2 separate regions of the Rattus norvegicus genome follow, and region 2 is linked to region 1. Evidence: chromatin contacts called from public Hi-C data. All regions are on one chromosome and are shown on one strand. The core of a region is the stretch at or near the end of the contact, and the rest is flanking DNA. Distances in the headings are between cores, read along the strand shown.

The links. Hi-C and Micro-C count contacts between places; a contact is called where the count stands out from the background.
Region 2: a contact with region 1 is called in a Hi-C map of the A7r5 cell line, with 6 times the contacts expected there. The contact joins the promoter of Traf5 here to the enhancer-like site in region 1. A contact is called at or near these places in 10 of 12 Hi-C or Micro-C datasets (the A7r5 cell line, the Rat2 cell line, Schwann cells and 5 more) and 1 of 1 datasets of contacts at active chromatin or transcription factors (oligodendrocytes).

The regions. Positions count from the first base shown.
Region 1 is chr13:105,942,341-105,949,366 of GRCr8, reverse strand. It overlaps Nek2 (NIMA-related kinase 2), which reads right to left. Exons shown (of 8, transcript NM_053691.2): 5 at 6,637-6,763; 6 at 5,632-5,851; 7 at 2,808-2,933; 8 at 1-1,201. The coding sequence ends at 981. Among named protein-coding and RNA genes, the nearest start is that of Nek2, 9.0 kb to the right of the region's middle. Within about 2 kb of position 4,381, at least 6 of the 93 cell types and tissues checked have an H3K27ac peak or open chromatin away from gene starts, as enhancers often do. A contact at or near this core is called in the A7r5 cell line, where this site is marked.
Region 2 is chr13:106,145,319-106,152,344 of GRCr8, reverse strand. Traf5 (TNF receptor-associated factor 5) reads left to right here and starts at 2,638. Exons shown (of 11, transcript NM_001398701.1): 1 at 2,638-2,994.

The DNA of each region.
Region 1 (7,026 bases), core at 3,132-5,631:
GCTCGCATGGCTCTCAAACACAGACTGCATGCATGCACACTGTTCTTTGCTGAAGCAAAGGGGCTGTGGACAGATAGCAAAGGAGACCCGCCCTTTTCCCCAGTAGCCTTAAATAGACCAACTTTCTGAAGACAGTTCTCCAACATTCAATGTTTGGGGACCACATGTGTGATTTAAAATATATAGACTCTGTGGCATTTCCGACCATTCAGCTCATACTTGAGGGCACAGACAGCACTTAATAATGTTATCAACTGACATTGAGGTCAGATACAGACAGAAGGGGACAGGCCATGCACACAGTGGGGAGGAAGCTCTCAGGGCTCCCAGCAGCCTGTCTCTAGTGCAAGCCTTGTCAGTCTCACTGGGTGCTGTGCTAGAACGAGTTTCCCCAAGGTGAGTAAAGGCTTCAGCCCTTGTTCTTCCCTCCCAAGTCTAATCTGCATTTTAACTAGCACCAGGAGCATCTTGGAACTGGAATGCTGGTGAGTGGCTTCTCCTCAGGCTCAGGCCAGAGGCTGGGTCTCTCCCTGTAGCATCACACACTGATAAGCTCACCGCACCTCTGACATGGACGGAACCCTGTGGGCCCTGCCCTATTCCGTTAGCAGCAAGATCACATACCTGCTGAAGCCTCACCTGCAAACTGCCATGAAGGCCGCATCTCTCAGTTGAGCAAACCTCTCCAACTCCTCCAGGTTAAATGTTCTTTCCCTAACATTGTTTCTCCTAAGATCTATGGTATCTATAGTGTCCCATCTCATATTTCAAGTAGTAATCGCACACAGGATCAAAAGCCCAAGCACTCAGCAAAGACAGCATGCTTTCTACACAGGGGGATTAGGAAGAGGACATGTCCATCTCGGAGACCACAAACAATCCCAGGGCCATGCTCACCACACACACACACTACAGCAGCTGAGTCCAATCTCTCGTGCGTTGTCAGCACCAGTGCTGACCCGGCTCCATGCCTTGCTGGCCTAACGCATGCCCAGGATCTGCCTGCTCTTTAGCTGGTAGTTCTTCTCAATATCAGACAGGGCTTGAGCACGCAGCTGGGCAGCATGAAGCCTCTTCTTCAGGTCCCTGCACTTGGACTTGGCGAGCTGGCTCTCGGAATTCTCACTCCTTGTGGTGTTCTCCTTGCTCTCCCCATGGAAATGAACCTTCTTCTTCAGTGCTGAAGATGGGAGATCAAGTTCTTTAGAAAGAAAAAGAAAAGGTTCTGAGTTACCTGAGGTCAACTGTATCACACAGATCAGCTGATACCTGTGAGACGGTCTCTGGAACAGGTGGTCAAGGACTCCCCTGGAGCTGGAGTTGCAGGCAGGAGGGCTGTTTGTGTGTGCTAGGAACCAAATTCACACCTGCTGTTACTATCACAAGTATTGACACCAGCCACAGCTGAAGAGAAAAAGATGACCAGCGTCCAGATTTAAGTTCCCATGGTACACATTTTTTTTTGCAGTAAGTGATTTTATAGTACATGACTTTACATTTACGCAGTAATAAAAATTCATGAAGTTCTAACTCCAATGCTGTTGCTTGTCCTTGGGAAGAGCAGTGTGGTGGTTTAAATAACGGCTTCATAGGTGCATATATCTGAATGCTTAGTAATCAGGGATCGGCACTAACTAAAAAGATTAGGAGGTTTGACCTTGGAGGAACTCCCAGCAGATGAAAACATAGCTTAGCTACTTGACCAGCACCACACATGCCACCATGATGGTCATGGACTGAATCTCTGAAACTTAAGCCAGGTAAATGCGTTCTCTGGTGAGAACTGCAAGCAGTGTGTGCTGTTAACCAATGAGCCAACGGCTGGCCGGCCCTTTTCTTTTGGAGTCTGGAATTCGCTATGCACAGTAGCTGGTCTCAAACTCACAGCAATTCTGCCTCAGTCCTCCAAGTGCTGGGATCATACTTTACTCAGGACCTCTGCAAGAGCAGTCCGTGCTCTTAACCACTGAGCCACCTCTCCAGCCCAGGATCACAGGCTTCTGTCACCATGCCTGTTAAGCCATACTATGATTGAGGTGTGTGGTAGTTTTAAAATACCAGGATGTTTGCTTGAAAACGTAGAAACAGTTTTGGTAACATAACTGTCTTGGGGTTTCATGGCTGGGAAGAGACACTATGACAAAGGCGACTCTTCTAAAGGACATTTAATCTGGGGCTGCCTTACAGGTTCAGAGATTTACTAGTCCATTATCTTCATGGCAGCACGCAGACAGGCATGGTGCTGGGGAAGGAGCTGAGAGCAAGGAGGGACTGTCTGTGTGCCACACTGGGCATAGGAGACCTCAAAATCTGCCCCCACAGTAACACACTTCTCCAACAAGGCTAACAGTGCCACTCCTCACGGCCAAAGATTCAAACACCCAAGTCTGTGGGGGCCATACCTATTCAAACCACAATAGCACCATACCTGAAAAAACTCGAAATGTATAATTTTGAAAGTGTTCCCATTTCAAAAATTTAAATTTTACCTATCACCTATGCCTTTCGGTTTGGTGAGTGAAGTTGAAATGAAATTACAACTCCTGTCAGGTCTCTCGCCCAGGGACTCAGCTGCTGCAGCAGCAAAGCCCATTCCACTCAGGAGTGGAAACTCAATGATGTCACCCTGAGATCTGGGAACTGTAAGGCCCAAGGCCTACAACCCACTCTGGGGGCCACACTGAGGTGCACGTCCCATGTGAGGTGGTGTGTGTGAGGTGGTGTGTGTGAGGTGGTGTGTGTGAGGTGGGGTGTGTGTGTGTGTGTGTGTGTGTGTGTGTATGTGTGTGTGCAGCTCACAGGCATACCTGAGCCGCCAGCCAGACACAGGAGCCTGTGCTCCTTCAGCAGGCTGTAGTTCTTCAGCAGACTCTCGGCTCTGGCCAGTTTGTCCTCGGCAAGTCTCTCTCGAATACAAAGTTCACGTTCTTTCTCTTGAAAAAAGGAATGGAAAAGCAACACCAATGACTAAGGAGCTCTGGCCACAAACATCTCCTGCAGCCTGGCGGTCCTATCTCCTCCTCTCCTCACCCCACTTGCAGGCTGGGAAAGTTCTCAACCTTCCTAATGCTGGGACCCTTTAATACACTTCCCCATGTTGTGGTGACCCCAACCACAACAGGATTTCTGTTGCTACTTCATAACTATAACTTTGCTATTGTTATAAATCACAATATAAATATGACATGCAGGGTCTATTTTCATTGTTACAAATCGAACATAATTAAAGCAGTGATTAATCACAAAAATATATGTAATTACATATTGTGAAATATTTACTCCTAATTACAAATAAATGTAATTTTGTCTTGAAGCATGGGGTGGCATTGGTAACGATCTTAACACAACAGTAAACTATACTTTGCCACACTTTGCAGCAGCTCCAGTAGAAAGAAACCTCACTGCAAAGGTTGGGATTGCTGCTCCTCACCCGATCAGAGCTCTTAGGCCGTCTTTGCAAGAGCACAAGTCTCTGCTCTGGCGTGCCACTGCTGCTGCTGTGTTTGCTATCCCAACACCACCAAACCAGACTGCTGCTATGTTCATAAAGTGTTTGTGAGTAGCTTGAGCACCGCTGATGATTCTTGTGAACTCAACTGCTGATTTCTTGACAAAGCAGGTGAGAGCTGCTCCAAAAAAACAATTGCTAAACAGGTCCACTGCCCCTGTATCCTAACAGCCTTTCTTTTCCACTATCTCTGGTGGGCTAGAAGGAAGGGCAAAGCATTTAAGAACCATCTTTAAAAACAGGGTTTAAAAAAATTAAAAGACTGGGGTTGGGGATTTAGCTCAGTGGTAGAGCACTTGCCTATCAAGCACAAGGCCCTGGGTTCGGGCCTCAGCTTCGAAAAAAACAAACAAAAAAGACTACAGGGTATAGCCACAAACACTTGCTCCAGAGTTCTGTAGCTGGGCATTGTGAAGGAATCGGCCCTCACTGTGCCACTCTAAGTTCAGTGGACAAACTCCTCTTGTGCTGTAACAGCTTCGACTTTAGCAAGTGCAAATGAGCATCATGCAGACTTGGAAAAGACAATGAAATGTCTTGTCTGTAAGCATGTGCAAGTGTTCTCACACAGAAATTATCTCTGTAATCTATTTGTCTGAATCAATGTCATGTTCCTCCCAAAAAAAAAAAAAAAAAAAAAAAAAGCAGGTAAGGTAGGCAGCATGTACATTTTATTTTTATCCTTTTATCCATTTATTTATTTGCCAAAGCTGAAGTTCTACTACTTGGAACAATCAGATCCTCCAGACAAATGGAGGCATGTTCTATTTGGTCCTTGCAGTGACAAATATGGAACCTAGAAAGTTACTGTCTGCAGTCACTTCTATATTACTGCCAAGTGCTCAGCCCTGCACTGAGCTTTCTGCCTGAGAACGCTTTTCCTCTTGACAACCGTTTCATCATCTCAGTGTGAGTAAGCAGAGCTTATTTGCAGCGTCCATCCATGCGTCCGACTATTTTAAGGGCTCACCTTTACAAAGCTGACTCAGAATGCTTTTCATTACCTTTCATTGTTGTTGTTTTGTTTTGAGACAGGGATTCTCTATGCAGCTCTGGTGCCCTCTGAGACCCACCTGCCTCTGCTTCCTGGGTGCTGGGGTTAAAGGCACGTGCCACCATGCCCAGCCCTTTTCACTACTTCTCATAACTCTGTGGCAGTGTCTTCATGGCTAATATTTGCCAATGAATCATACAGTGAGTTCTGATGATTTCTGGTGACTCACTCAGCTCCAAACATTGAAATCCAGATCTACCTCTTTGCATAGCCAGAGCACCATCTGTGCAAATACCAGACCTTCCCAAGAGCTCCTATGCTCCTTCAGAAATGAACCAATTGTGCCCTGCAGTCGTTTCAAGAGCCTTGCGAAAAAGGAAACTGGTCTCTAAAGTTCCATCATTAATGTACCTCATGTAAACCAGTAAAGGAAAAGCCTGCATCTGTGGACTCACAGAACTGGATACCAAATACTGAAGTGGAGCAAATTTACTTTGCTAGATTGTCTAATTAAGAACATCAGCAGATGTGTTAGGCCTGTCTCTGGGCATCTTGGGTGTCTTCTGTGTGTCCTCTGCTGCATGGTAGAGGCCACCTCTGGGTGGCTTTCAAGTCTGAGCTCATCAGCTTTGTTTCTAAACAATCCATATGCTTGCCAGGAGGGCACTGACGCATGCCCGCTACCAAACAGGAGAGCACAGACACACACCTGCTACCAAAATGGTACTTTATTTTGCTCAGCTTCCTAGATTTGGCTGATAGAAATTCACAACAAATAACACACTGTGGCCCCAACTCTTACTGTAATTACTGAGGTAAAACCACACTGTAGAAAATTCTCTCTATATTCTCTCCATGACCATTGTCATGGGATGGTTTTCTAATAGAATTTCTAATGAAATCATATATATATATGTATGTATGTATGTATGTATGTATGTATGTATGTATGTGTGTGTATATATATATATATATATACAATCCCCAGGACCTGCAACTAAAAAGAAAAAGAAGGTTCCAATGGCCTGTGCATATAAGTTCTTCTGTTCAGTCCCCAGCCCCACCTTTCCACTGCAGTCAGTTGCTGGCTCCCTGGCTCCCTGGCTCCCTGGCTCTGGGCACTACTCACGCTCCAGGCTGTCCTCCCGAGCTCTCAGTGCTCGCTCTCGATCCTGCAGCTGCCTTTCCTTCAACTTGAGCTCACTCAGCACAGGGCTGGAGTCCTGCAGCTTCGAAGGCTCGCCTGAGCGCCGTCCCCTCCTCTCCAGATTTCTCCTTTGCTCTTCTGCAACCAAGTCTGCTATCAAAGGGCTCTCCAGAATTTCCTCCACTGAAGGTCGATGGTAGTCCTGAAGAAAGTGTGGCAGGCAGATCAGAGTCATCTTAAGAAAAGCAGCTACGTTAGCAGGGTAAACAAAAGACAGTTCCTGCATCGAGAGATATCTGGTTAAACACCTGGAAACACAAGTTCACTGGTCACAAAGTGCTAGGTCTGCACCAAGACACAGGTTTATCTTCCTGTTTGATTTTAAGGAGCTGGCTCAGGCCTGCAGAACTACTCACACCTATACACACACTGGAAATCATTGGGCTGCTCTGCAGAAGTGGGACCTGCTTCTCTAAATACCAAGGACATCCTCACAACCTTTAGTCTTACCAGTCTGTCCCCCGCATGCCCCACCACACCCCTCCTGCATCCTCCACAAAGCCCCAGCTCCCCACTTCACTCTCTCTCATCAGCTGACAAAGACCACCTGCCTCCTGTCCCACCAGCCAGCTAGAGAACCTTTGCAGGATATTTTCACCCTGTTGACCTTCCTCTCATACTCTGTCATCCCTTACAGAGAAGGGAGAGTAACAGCCCATTCTGGTTCCTTCCTTACTCTCACTGCTGCTCTGAGATCGGCCTTTCCTCAGTCCTTCCATGCCACGACCCACTGGTCACTGTGGCAGAAGATGTGAGGCTGTGGATGTTGAGGAGACGTGTCTCCACACCTGTGAGCGTCCGCCTGCGCGAACACGATTTTAGCCAGAGAGACTGACGGCTTCTTTAGTTATCATCCATCTTTACACAAGAATACATCTCCAAAGTTCAGAGTCTGAGACAGAGCACACAAGGCCTTGCAACCATTACCTTTAAATTCAGCATCCGAGTGATGAGGTCATTCAAGCCATCAGAGTAGCGGTAGGGGATGCGCCGGAACCTCCCTTCCCTGATTTTCCCCGCTAACTCTTTCTGGTTGAAAGCTGTAAATGGAGGCCTGGGATTTTAAAAAAAAAATTAAAAGAGAAAGGAGGGAAGAGATAGAAGGGAGAGAAGAGGGCAAGGGAGAACAGAAGTTATAAAAATGTTCAATGAACACAAAGGACAGGAACAAATGGGCGACTGGAGTCCGCTCTGCACTCCACTCCCTCATCTGGGACTCTCCCTGGCTACAGTTAGTGTCGCCGCTGTGCGTGTGACAAGGCCGGGCTGCCATATTTTAGGGATGAACAGCTCTCTGACTTGGGCTATGTCCATGTT
Region 2 (7,026 bases), core at 1,389-3,888, 200 kb before region 1:
GCAAGATCATGGACCCAGACAAGGCCCTTGGAGGCAGCATGGGCTCAGACATCACTATAGCCTCAGGTGGCCACAGAGACCACTCAGATCAGTATGGCCTCTGTTGGCAGCACAGCCCACCAACATCAACATGGCTTCAGGCCAGAGCGTAGACCACAAATATCTGCACGGTATTTGGGAGTAACATGGGCCACGGACATCGACAACCCCCGCCCTACATCACCTTCATGACACCATGGGCCACGGTGTTTCCTCCATGGAGGTCCAATCCGGAAAGTGAACCATTCCCCGAGCTGGGCCTCTGCCATTTCCCAGAGCTATGGCAATCCCGTGGCCTGGTAGCGTGTTGGGAGTAGGAGGGGGGGTGCCTGCATCTGTCTACGCTGTGGATTGCTGCGCGTCATCCCACCAACTCCACTGTCCACCTCAGCCCTCTCTCACGCTGTCACTGCCTTCGAAGCTCTAGCTCCGTCTCTCCTCACAGCGCACAGCACTCTGCTCTTCATCTTTTCTCATCTCCATCGAACACTCCGGTCATCATAAGGGCGTCTGCAGGCCCCAGGACGGCCTTCACCCTGTCCAGCTTCCGCCTACCAATCCTGGAATTATGCATCTTGTCCTCAACTAGCACATGACCTCACTAGTCTCTCTGTAGACTGAGGATAATGCATGCCTCCCCTCTTCATCAGACTGCCTGCCCCCAGTCACACCAGCCGATTAAACAAACCACTGGTGGTAGGCAACTGTAGAGAGTCCTGAAGAACCAGCTGTCTGCCCTTTCCTTCTGCAGAAAGAGTTTGCGTATAGTTCAGTCCTTCTCTTTATAGGGGAATTTAGTTTAAGGACTAGTTAATCAGTTTACTGTTAAACATTATATGGAAATCAAATACTATTTTCAAATACTAAAACTGCTCAAATCCTGCCCTGTCTTTACTGTCCTCATGGCCTGCCTTCGCTTGTCTCAAAACAAAGCAAAACAAAACATAAACATTCCTGAAGGTGTGTGGGAAGGATAAAACATGATGTACATGGAGAAGCAAGAAAGCTGGACATGATGCTGTGCGCTTGCAATCACAGTGTTCAGGAGACAGGAGGAGAGGGGCCAGGAGTTTGAGTGAGCAAATGTGAACCAGCCTGGACTACAAGAGTCTGACTCTGAGATCAATACCAGGAGCTGGGAACATATCCTTCCCTTCTGACTACTACTGTGTTAGCACTAAAAGTACGGGCTGCTCTTCCAGAGGACCTGGGTTCAACGCCCAGCATTCACGTGATGCTTCACAACTGTCTGTGACTCCTGGTCTCTCTTCTGGACTCCTTAAGCGCCAGCAATACACGTGGTACACAGTCATGCATGCAAGCAAAAGAAATTCTTTCTCAGCTTGGGACTTCATTATACCAAGATCTTGGGCTCATATTTAGAATTGATTGCTCCTTTCAGAACCCTAGCTACATTATTCATTCCAGACATTGTCTTTCCAATCTATATTCCCTGTGGTGTCTAAATACTTAGGGTCCTGTCACCTTGCAATCATGTGAAGGGAAGTGGAAAGTAAGGTAAATAGATATACTGTAGGGAAGGTTAGGGAGGAGAAGGCTTGGGCTCAGCCTCTTTCAGTTCTCACAAGAGTAAGCTGGTACAGACTGCCAAAGCACGCCCACAGGCCATCTCCCCATGGAGGATTTAATCTCGCTAACCAAAGAGTTGCACCTGGATGTGGGGCTCCTATTGACTGATCCACCAGATCCCACATATGCTCCCTAAAACTGCTGCCCAGCTTCATTGCACACCTGTGTCCACTGCAAGGTAGCTAGTACCCTTTCCATGATGGGCATTTGATGCTCAAGACAGCTAAGTATTTCCCGCGCTTGTCTGACTTGGAAGGGGTTAGATTTGAGCCGCTAGCTTGCTTTGTTCATAGAGGCTGCAATTACTGTGAACCTGTAGAGCGAATACATTGTAACAGTCCTGTGTTTAGGAGTTGGGAGGCTAGGATTCAAGCTCTAGCCTTGGGTAGGTCCACTCAGATCAGCTCTAGAGCTCAGATAGAGCTTTCATAGTTCAGGCACGCTCCACCAGGTGGCTCTGAAGACCAGAAGAACTGTCTGGGGTGCTTTTGACAAGAGAACAGCCAGCGTTAAGCTAACAGCAGGATGAGGGCTGACGGATTCGCACTGCACTGTAGCAAGCTCAGGGAAGAAGGGATTTGAATCAGACCTCTGATCTTAAGCAAACGTGTCCACTCCAGAACGAATAGGTTTGGCAGGTCGGGAGGGAGGCTGATTGAAGAGCAAAATATATACAATTCAAAGGCTCATAAGGTACTAATGTTTCTAGAAAGAGAAGCCTAGGCTTCTAGAGTCTGGGTGATTCCCAGCATCTAGGGAGATACTTTGCCCAGCTCTGGTGACTTGCCGGCCGCCACCCTAGAAGCCTCACGCCCCCGCCTCTTGGGCGCCACGACCACGCCCCCATCCTTGGCCCTGCCTCTTGGGCGTCGTGACCACGCCTCCGTCCTCGGCCCCGCCTGTTGGGCGCCATTACCTTGCCTCCATCCTAGGTTCCGCCTGTTGGGCGCCCTGACCACGCCCCCGTCCTCGGCCCCGCCCCCCGAAGCCCGCGGCTGGGACTGGCCTAGCCGGCTGCGGAGGCGAAGCAGCCTTGCCCTCGCCGCCGTAGGGCGCCCGCGGAACTCCGCGAGCCCCGCAAGTGGGAAAGGCCGGGTGAGCTCACCATCCCGGCTCCTCAGAAACCGAAAGCGGCTCAGGGAGGTGGGTTGGAGGCGTGTGTGTTAGCGGGTGGACTGAGGCGACCCGGGACATCCGCGCCCGGCCCGGGGCACTTTTGCAAGACTTGTGAACACAGCCCATTAACGTGAGCTTAATGCCAGGGACTCGAACCTGCACCGGTGCTATAGCGCGTGCTCATTTGGAGATAGCACCCGACTCTGCAGAAGCTGAGTTCCAGATTTCGGCAGACCCAGGCGCCTAGAGGTGAGCACCCACTGCAGGGTAGGCGGAGACCGTTCTCACACCACTGCTTGACCCCCTTGCAATCCAACTGCGAGGTCTGACAGTACTGAGGACAGTTCTGAGGACTTTTGTTGCAGGTCCCTCTGGGCCACTCTGGTTGGCTTCTTTCTTCCTCAGCCTCTCCACTCAGGCTGCTGACTTTCCATATTTGGCTATTTCAGATTTGCTTTCATGAGAACTTGGTTTATCTCGCCGCTGCAGGCTCAGGGCTGGTTGGGGTCCGGTTGTGGGCTAAGGTCTGTCTGTGAAATGAGGAGAGATTCCCTTCTCCCCAATCCAGCTTGTTGCAGTAAAGGTGGGGCATAGGTGCGAAAACTAGATTAGGGCCGAGGAGGACGGTTTCCTTTTCCAGGAATATATGCATTTTTAAAGTCGTCGGGAATACTTACATGTAAATAAATTGGTTAAGGCATTTCTGAGAATAGAACTTCCTGGGTGTGTGAGATAATTTTAGACGGTAAAAGCCGGGGTTAACCGGACCTCTCCAATCCAGTTGCCACCGGCTGATCTGCTTCATACAGCCCAAAGCCAGAGATCTTAACACAATTGAGGGTCTGGATGAAAACCTGACACCACGGTAGACTGATTTGAACAGAAAAGGCAGAAATTACAGATGGGAAGGTGGGTGGGAGATGAAGGTGGAAATGCCTCAGTTTTGTTTGTGTAGTTAGTTCAGGAAATGGGTGTCTCCAGACCCTGGACTGTAGTTTCCCTAGGTCTCTTGTAGGGCTAAGCTGTGGAAAGGGGCCAGAACAGAGGAGGGTGACTTTCTCAGGGTCCATGGCTGAAGCCTGTGGTATGGGAGAAGGATGGCCAACGTCAGCAGAGAACCCACTGGATGTGGGTGGATGACCTGAGCTTTCCTTTCTGGGGTGTCTCGGAGTACTTGCAAAGTGGGGGAGCCAAAGCCTCTGAGTCAGTCCCATTAGCCTAGTGGGAGAAACAGCCTTACATAGCTACAATCTCCACTTTCCTGAGGGAAACCTTGAAGAAAACAGAGCCATTGAATGTGAAGCTGCCCCTTACAGCCCGTTTCCTCCTCGCTCACGTCACAGGCTCTCACTCTGTCCCCCACGACACCCTTGTGAGTCAGGGTAGCTTTCTACATCCCCCAGATGTTGAGGGGAAGCCCCAAGTGTCCACAACCCTGAGCTCTGCCTCGGGTCCAGGCGTGGGACTCTGAGGTTTCTGCTTCAGGGCTGTCACCTTCTCAAAGACCCACAACTGCCTACCTCCCCTTTAGTCTGAGGGGTCAGCAAAAGGACCCAGAATCCCCTAAGTGCCTCCAGCATCTGTTCCCAGCAATGTGGGTAAAGTTCTGCTGGAAACTGCCCCTGACATTGTGTGAACCAGTGCCACTCTCTCCACTCAGCCAACCAAGTGACCGGGGCAAGATCTGTGTCTGATTTTGTGGTGGCCTGGAATCTGGCATGGGTTAGCCTAAGAAGATGTTGGCTGAACTGCACTCAGTTTATTTGGGGTGTGTCTCCCAGTTACCGTGGACGGGGGTTAGTGAGAACTGTTTAGTTCCCGGGAATCAAATTAAGATGCAGGTTATAAATAACCTATCACATCAGACTAGCTTCTCTTTCCCAGAGAGAAGGGAGAGGTTCCGTTCCACCTGATTTCAAGCTGGAACTCGGAAGGGATGAGAAAACCTCACAGCAAGGAATGGGCAGTAGCCGAGTCTGGGCCTTCTGAGGTGACTCCTGTGTTCTCACCAGTATATGTTGACTAGAGGAAGCCAAGCTTCTCTGGACTGAGGAGAGAACTAGTGAGGACTTGGCCCTAAGCCAAAGTTTTAAAGACTTAACAAACTAGAGAAAGAGGACACAGGGACAGATGCAGTCTCTAAATGCTGTCTCAGCCTGGGTTGCAGCTCTTACAGCGTTCTTCTGGGCAGGAGCTGGTACTCCAGCAGAGACTGGTCAGAGTGGGAGAGGTGGGAGGAGCAATATCTACCAGCATGAGAGACAGGGAAAGGTGAATCACTCTATAGGACAGAAACAAAAGTACCAAGGGCTGGGGCACCTGCTGTTACCACCCTAGGACTGGGCCAGCATTGGTGTGCTGCTTTGCTGAGAGAAAAGTACTTGAGGAATTCCTGTGCATGGTCTCTGGCAAGCCATGTCTTATGAGGAAGTGGAATACTAGCAGACCTCGAAATAAAAGTGAAAATACTCATTGGTCCTGACAGAAACTCTAGTCCCCAGCACATTTTGCATATTAGCATCTGCAGGCAACTGACTGTGATTGATGTTCTAGCAAAAGCAGTGTGCAAGTGCACTGCTGTGCTCTGTGCTCTGTGCACTCAGAGCGGCCGTGCCCTGCGCACTTCCCTCAGATGTGCAGATAGGTCCTCCACATCAGCGACAGCCCAGAGAGCAGCTCTCATTTCAGCAGTCCCAGTCAGTTTCTCTCCTCAGCAATCCAAAACACCTCTGGAATCCCCCCACAGCCTTTCTCCCCTCTAGGCCAAGCTGTGCTCCTCCCAATCCAGCCAGAAACCTCCACCCATGAACAACCTACTGTGTGCCTTCTTGCTGAGGTGATCTCTCTGCTGCTCCCCATTCCGCTCCCCCTGCTCCTCCCTGCTCCTTGGTCTCAACCTTCTGCACTCTACTAGTGACCTGAGGGGTCCTGTGTTTCCCAGAGTCTCTCTCATCTCCCAGGTTCACTGGAAGTCTCTGGAAAGAGATATCTGCATTTTGGCTTCTGCCTCACTGGGTTCCCTGCACCTGCTGTGGTGCTCTGGGGCTTAAGGAGGACTCCTGAGGTCTGATAATCCTCTGTCGCCAGCAGGCGCCTTGCAGCTGTCCTCCAGCCTGTCCATCAGCTGCCTCCTTGGACCTTGCCCTGTCCTCACTGGCATTCCCTAATGTGGCCTTATTCCTCCGACCCTCCCCCTGCCTTAGAGGTGCCATACGGCCATGTCTGGACACCAGTTTTGTCCCTAGACTTCTCTCCTGGAATTCTTTCACTCCAAGGCTTAAACTACATTCTTAAGGAAAGACACTTGGCATCTGTAGTATTACCTTGATTGACTGTGGTGTCTCAAGAGCTCCCAGGACACCCTTGTCACTCATGTCAGCCCCTTCGGCCTCCCAGTTCTCCCAACTGTTACAAAGTCCGCTGCTGTCTCCCTGTCTTGTCAGCTCCCTAACCAGGCTCAGAGTCTCTTTCCTGGGCAGCCTGAAATACTCACTCACTCTCCTCAGGTCCAGGTTTGACTGTATTTATTTTTCTTTCCACACTGCTGCAGAGGGTCTTCTTAAGATTTAGCCTGGTTAACACGCACTGCTTTTTCTGTGGCAGAGTGTAAGAATATGGGCTGCCTAATCTGGCCAGCTTGGATTCATATCTGGATGCTTTCTTTCATTTTTCGAGACAAAAATCTCACTACATAGTTCATTCAGGCTCCCCTTGAACTCACTATGTAGCTAGGGCTGGCCCATAACTTAACAGCCACCTTCCCACCTTGGCTTCCCAAATGCTGGTATTGAAGGTATTTGGTACCCTAGCACAAGAAGCAATCACATTTTGACTTTGGGGGTGTGATCAAAGCAAGTTGTCCAACTCTTGTGAGCATCTGTTGTTTTCCGGTCGGCTCAAAGAGGTGGCGCTGTCTCCCACCTGGGGCTACTGGACAGATAAAGTGAGCCAATATCCACACTAAGCCCAGGACCCAAGTGCTCATGGAGACTGTGTTTAACACTAGAGCTTGAGGAATGGATGCCTGGCCTAAAGGCATTCAGGTTTAAACAAAAAGCAGACACAGACTGGAAGATGAACTTCCATGTGCCAGGGTAGACCAGAAATCATGACACCTTATGCTGTTGCTTCTCAGTCTAGGCCAGAGACCTCAGTAGCAGGAGAAGGTGGGTTGGGACAGGAACCGTGGGGATTCGATAGCATTGAGTCCCAGGCAACTTCAAAGGCTCCTGGCTTGGGGCCAGGACTCTCGGTCCTTGGAAAGACTCAGACCAGGCTGCA